Linked DNA regions of Mus musculus: region 1 is linked to region 2. Evidence: chromatin contacts called from public Micro-C data. All regions are on one chromosome and are shown on one strand. Each heading gives the region's core, a stretch centred on a gene start, on an enhancer-like site or on the middle of the called end of the contact. The rest is flanking DNA. Distances are from core to core; before and after follow the strand shown. Region 1 overlaps Foxo3 (forkhead box O3). Region 2 overlaps Sesn1 (sestrin 1).

Region 1 (3,173 bases), core at 474-2,973, 350 kb before region 2:
AGAGACCACTTCCCTGTTCACCAAACCTGCGAAAATGTCCTATCAGCTTTTGTCTGTTTCAGTTGGATGTTCCTGGTTAAACAGCATGCTGTGTGTGTGTGTGTGTGTGTGTGTGTGTGTGTGTGTTGGTGTTGTGTTTATCAAAGTTATATGGAAATCTATTAAGGGAGATTTAAATATATAATAGCCTTCAATTTTATTAGTGCTAAACTTAGCACTAATAAACTTAGCTTGTTTCCACTTTATTAAAGGCAGACTCTCAGCCTCACCTTCCCTGACGAGTGTCCCCAGCCCCAGAGCCCCATCCTTCTGGTTTGCCGCTGCCTTGGTATTTCTCCAGACTGGTTTGCAGTGTGCTGACCCAAGGTCATGTGGCCCCATTGAGGCTAAAAGGAGCAGCCCTGGCCAGGTGACATTTTACTGAAGAACCTCTGTGACAGGCTCTGGAGATCTGGGAGTCTGATGTGTAGCTGTGTGTTGGTAGCGTCACGTCCTGGGTGGGTAGCGCCCCATCCTTCACCCATGCTTGTGGACTTTTCCATGTACAGGAGCGGGAGACGGGACTTGGTGGCTGTAGTCTGGGCTTTCAGTGAGCCCTCTTAAGCTTGACAAGACCCATGCCGGATGACTTAGCATGCCTTAGCATGCTGGAATTTCTTGGTCATCCCTGCCTACAATCTCACTGTTACACATTTTCCACTTGTTTTTACTATGAGCATAAAAATAAGGTCCTGCTACTTCAGGAGCTCCAAAGGTCAAAGGTCAGGCTGAACTCAGATGCCAGCTTCTTGTTAACTATCCAGCAAGACCTCTCCTTTAGTTCGTGCCTGTCTTCAAGGGCCAGTTTCTCAGATGAGCACCCACCTCAGCACATTGTCTCTGGGCTCTACTCTGAGGGGACCTGCAGGTGAAAACACCTCTGCAGCTCACCCAGAGTTGCACAGGGTCCCTGTGGCGGAAAAACTGAGCTTCGCAGATGGGTCTGTGGGATGGTGTCCTGCTATTTGTCTCTGAGTCTCTCCAGGCTTACTTACACAGAGGGACAAACGTTTACACCTCCCCTGCAGAGCCCCCCTTTTGTAAGAACGTGTGGGGCACGATGTTTTCTCCCATGATCCCGTAATCTCATGGCAGACCACAGTCAGCCTTACACTGTTTGCAGAAGGCAGCTGCTTTCCTTGACAACCAACTCTAGTTTAGGTTTCTTTTCATGCCTTCTGGGGCTTTGCACTCAAAGTCCTGCTTGCCATTTGGGGAGTACACATTAGAGAGGCTGTCAAAGAGAGATTCTGCCGCATGGGCTGGTAAGGTTTGGAGCCTTACCAAAGTGTTCCTTTAGCATCTCTGAAGCTGGGCAGTGGTGGCACACGCCTTTATTTAATCCCAGCACTTGGGAGGCAGAGGCAGGCGAATTTCTGAGTTCACTACAAAGTGAGTTCCAGGACAGCCAGGACTATAACAGAGAAACTCTGTTTCAAAAAACCAAAAGAAAAAAGAAAGAAAGCATCTCTGAAGGGGGCTGCGGTCGGGCTTCACTGTGGGAGAAGCCTTGCCTCCCATTGTTTCGGAAGCCAGAGCCAACCTGAGCTATTCCACTGTTGTAGGAAAGAAACCTGGCTCTTCCGTCCTGACAGGCACCCACGGTCTGACCTCTAAGGGCTGGTGGTCGCTTGTTTTGCATAACACGAAGACAGGAAATCCAGTCACCATGCTGTGGCTCTGGCAAGCCTCAGTTGGGTGAACATCTGAAAGGTCAGGCTGTCTTCGAGGTGTTGCCCCAGTGCTAAGCACTGCTCTGTAGACTGAGGAACTGCTGGGCTACAAGAGTCTGGTCTGCTTTTATCTCCTCCCCTCCCAGCAAGAGACATGACCCTCACTCTAACCCCAGATCTTCTGTTTGTTTAGTGACCTCTTAAGCCTATGGTGTTCATTTGTTGAAGGGCAAGAGTCTTTGGTCATGATGTCTCCGGGTAATGCCAGTGTTTGTAGAGAACAGGCTCTAATTGTCAGTCTCTGTTTGATTGAAGGTTTCTGTGCTCCTGCCGTGTCCCCCTTTGCCTCCTCCCCCTCCCCCCTCCCCTGTCCCATTCTTTCACCCTCTTCCTAGTGAAAGGATTCTAGCCCATACATTTTCTTTCTTTTTTTTTTCCAGCTAAATATTTATCTCTGGAGTATTTGATTTGGTTCCTTAGGGAAGTTAATGGCCAAGGAGACCCCCAGCCAGAGGCACTCTTACACTTAGGTTCGAAGTCAAAATCCTAACTCACTCTTTGGGGCCTCTAGTAAAGAACATGGCCCAGAGGCTCACTGGAGCATCCGTTGATCTTTTGTATGTTTGGAAATGATCAGAAAGCCGTGCAGACCAACAGTCATAAATAGTCAAAAATGTGCTGATGGGCCTGTTAGGTGGTGGAAGTAGAACGCTAGCTGTCGCTGAGTGCCGTGGCCAGTGGAGTTCCCTTCAGGCTGCTCTGCAGTGCAGGGGGGCACAGAGGTGGGCTCCACGGGAAGGCAGAGTGTGGGCAAAGCTCTCCGCCTGAGGAGACCCAGCATCCGGTCCGTCCTTCCTGCTCACTCTGGTTTCCCTCCTCGCTGGGCTTTGGCCCTCATCTGTTTCACCCTGTCTATGTCTTGATCCTACTTTAGAGATGGATGTGTAGTTTGAACTCTGGAATCTGAAGAACTGATTTTTGTTCTGTTGGAAAATTAGTCTCTCAAGATCCAACGTATATATCTAAAATAGGAAAGAGGACTTTGGTGAACCGTCTTCTGTGCCTGGGACCCGGCCCCTCAGTGAGGTGGTGTCTCCACTCCACCCACCTTCAGGAGGCCGTGAGTGTCTCACCCTGCATGCTGTCATAATTCACCCCACCTCACCCCAGGGTCACACCCGGGCAAGGTAAATAGGAACTATTCAGGTCATGGCTTAGGTCTGTGAACATTTCTTCAAGGCTCCAGTTCTCTTCTGTAGATGGTGGATCTCTTCCTGTGACAGCAGCATGAGACTGAGTAGCAAGACCTTTAATGGTGGGATTTGAGGGCTTTATATGGTGGGCTGTACAGAAACACAGGAAGACTGATTCCATGGGTGAGAGTCTGTTGAATGTTTATATGCGCCTTTTACTCAGTTTCATCTTACAAGAAACAGGAGTTTTCTTCCTGGAAGCATTATC
Region 2 (2,956 bases), core at 155-2,654:
ATAGGGCGGACCTTGAAACCGACTGCCCTGAGGCCAATCAGCAAACTGGCCTTCGCCAGCCGCTTTTGGCTTCCTTAACTGATTAGCTAGCACTTTACCTGGCTGGTACCCTTTTTTCTCATAATGAGCTGCTTCTTCCTCCCAGTCTGTTTCCTCAGAGGAGAATTCTTCATCTGCTTCAGAGCTACTAAGAGCTGGCTCCCCGAGCCCATCCAGCGATGAGCACAGGCTCCTTTTCCTAGAGACCTCCGCTAATTGATCTTTCTTCTTTTCCCTTTTTCCTCTTTTTCTTCTAATCTCTCTCCAGGTATTCCTACCTAACCTTAACTTTTCCTCGGGTTCAAGACCCTTGGAAAGGCCTGTATACTTATTTTGTGTACCATATTTTCTCTTTGCTCCTACTCTCTCTCCCCGCTTTACTTCTGATAGCTTGTCCTGAATTTCATCTAGAATCCGCCCTGCCTTAACCACTTGATAACATGTGAAAAGGAACAAAAGGGCTTCTAACACTAGAAAAAATTCAAGGCCAAATATACCTTGCAAAGCCATTTTCCACTTTACTTCTGATAGACTGTCTTGAATTTCCTTAGAAAGTTCAAGATCAGACTTACCTCGTAAAGCTGTACTCACTGGTACTCTCGTTCCCCAGCTGAAAAGTTCTGAATTCATACAGTTGAATCCTTCTTAACAGTCTGCTTTACGGGAACCTTTATTACCGCGACCCGCAGTTCTGGTTCTGGAATGAGGGATCTTCCTTGCGCCAGTCCCGAGTTTTTTCTCGTCCCGGAATTCGGCACCAATTGTTATTAAACGCGTTCTCACGCCCGGCCAGGAAGAACACCACAGACCAGAATCTTCTGCGGCAAAACTTTATTGCTTACATCTTCAGGAGCAAGAGTGTAAGAAGCAAGAGAGAGAGAAAACGAAACCCCGTCCCTATTAAGGAGAATTTTCCTTCGCCTAGGACGTGTCACTCCCTGATTGGCTGCAGCCCATCGGCCGAGTTGACGTCACGAGGAAGGCAGAGCACATGGAGTGAAGAACCACCCTCGGCACATGCGCAGATTATTTGTTTACCACTTAGAACACAGCTGTCAGCGCCATCTTGTAACGGCGAATGTGGGCGCGGCTCCCAACAGACAATAACTTAACATTCTAGTCAATCTGAGGAACCTCTTATAGTTAAAAACTAAGTGTAAGAAAATTTAATTCTAACCTTGAGGCATTAAAAAAAAAAAAGTAGAATCTTTGAGGCCAGCTGGAATAAACTGGATGCTAATAAGAGTGCTTAATCACAGTCAAACAGGCAAAAAGAAAAAGAAAAAGGCTGTTTTATAGAAATATGATCGCTGCCAGCCCAATAATCACTGGTTTGCTTTTAATATTTATCCAGAGACATCTGTTCAGAACTAATGCAATATGGGTTGCTAAATATGGAACCGTTCTTTGGTTCTAAAATACAGTCTTTTCTACAATGGCCACACAAAATATTAAAAAAGGAAGGAAAAGGACCCAGAAAAGCAGATACAATCTTAACGCCAGTCTCCATCAGAGAAACCCACATGCCTTTCCTTTTACCTTAAAATGCTGTCAGTTTCATGTTTATTTTTATTGTGTGTGGAATGAAGATGAATTCAGATCTCATATTTTATGTATGTGTGTATGTGTATGGAGTGTATGTGCATACATCTGTGCAGGCCAGAGGTCAACCACAGGTTTCATCCTCAAGACGCCACCCAGCTGGTGACCAAGCCTTCACATGACACGTGTGCTGGGACACCAGACTACATCTGCTCTACAATGAACTAAAACCCAATCAGGAGGGCACACCTGTCTTAACCAGATCATCTGAGGTGGAAAGAGCCACCTTTAACTTGGGCCACTCCTGGTATAAAATGACTCCCAGGGAAGCTTGCTCACACTCACTGGCAAGTCCATCCTTCACTGGTATTACAGCCAGCTTCTTTAGGATTCCAGCATACATTCAAAAGCATGTCTAACATCCAGACTCGTGGACAGAGCAACTGCTGGAGTGTTGGACCTTCTACTTGTAGAGTCATTGCTGTACTAGCTGGACCATAACCTGTCAGCCACCTTAATAAATTCTCCCCCACCCCTCTCTCATTCATATTCATATTCATATTCTCTCTCTCTCTCTCTCTCTCTCTCTCTCTCTCTCTCTCTCTCTGTTTTGTGTGTGTGTGTATTCTATCAGTTCTGCTTTCCAAGAGGATCCCAATACAGCCTGGAGCTTACCGATTAGGCTAACTTTTTAGACAGTGAGGAGCCCTAGGGATCCCCCTTCTCTGTGCACACCACAATGCCCAGCCCTTTAATGGGCTCTATCTCCGGCTCTTGCATTTGGGAGGCAAGCACTTTACTGACTAAACCATCTCCCCAGCCCTGGTTCCATTCTCCCCTCTGCTGCCCCTACAAGCCTCATAAGGTTTTTCTGCCATGTGTACATTTCTTCCGCTCACAGGACTGCAGGCTTAGACCATAACAATGAAGCTCAACTCCGCCTTCAGAGGCAGAACAGCACAGTAAACTACAGCGGGGACTTCCCTTCAGCCTCTCCACTGCACTCTGACCTAATCTGGTCTACCAGTCACCCCTAAGTTCTCAGCCTGAAAGCACCGAAGGGAGCCCCAGTGAATGGGAATCTGTGTTTCTGCACAGAGACTGCAGGCTCCTAAGCCAGTGTTATAGGAAATGCTGAACTTAAGTTTACAAGGGGCCTCCTGTGTGTACATTCCTGATCTGTATGTGCCATCCTTCAAGCATCTCTTTATCAAACATTACCACTTCCAACTGGAGAAGGAAGAGAAACATGGCCTGCCTGACATGTTAAGCTTTTTTTCTTTTGAGAGGATATTGACTCTTTTTTGATGTTGTTGTTGTTCATTTATTTAGTACCAAAGAGTTTTATAATGATCCTAGAAAAATGTCACACAGA

What was found. A called contact is a pair of places that touch in the nucleus more often than the background predicts.
Region 1: a contact with region 2 is called in a Micro-C map of the G1E-ER4 cell line. The contact joins two enhancer-like sites. A contact is called at or near these places in 6 of 484 Hi-C or Micro-C datasets (B cells, the G1E-ER4 cell line, cerebellar granule neurons and 2 more), 1 of 115 datasets of contacts at active chromatin or transcription factors (embryonic stem cells) and 1 of 9 other capture datasets (embryonic stem cells).

The regions. Positions count from the first base shown.
Region 1 is chr10:42,191,766-42,194,938 of GRCm38.p6, reverse strand. All of the region lies in intron 3 of Foxo3 (forkhead box O3), which reads left to right. Among named protein-coding and RNA genes, the nearest start is that of Gm38485, 81 kb to the left of the region's middle. Within about 2 kb of position 1,723, at least 52 of the 459 cell types and tissues checked have an H3K27ac peak or open chromatin away from gene starts, as enhancers often do. A contact at or near this core is called in the G1E-ER4 cell line, where this site is marked.
Region 2 is chr10:41,838,714-41,841,669 of GRCm38.p6, reverse strand. The region is part of intron 1 of Sesn1 (sestrin 1); the gene reads right to left. Among named protein-coding and RNA genes, the nearest start is that of Sesn1, 30 kb to the right of the region's middle. Within about 2 kb of position 1,404, at least 12 of the 459 cell types and tissues checked have an H3K27ac peak or open chromatin away from gene starts, as enhancers often do. A contact at or near this core is called in the G1E-ER4 cell line, where this site is marked.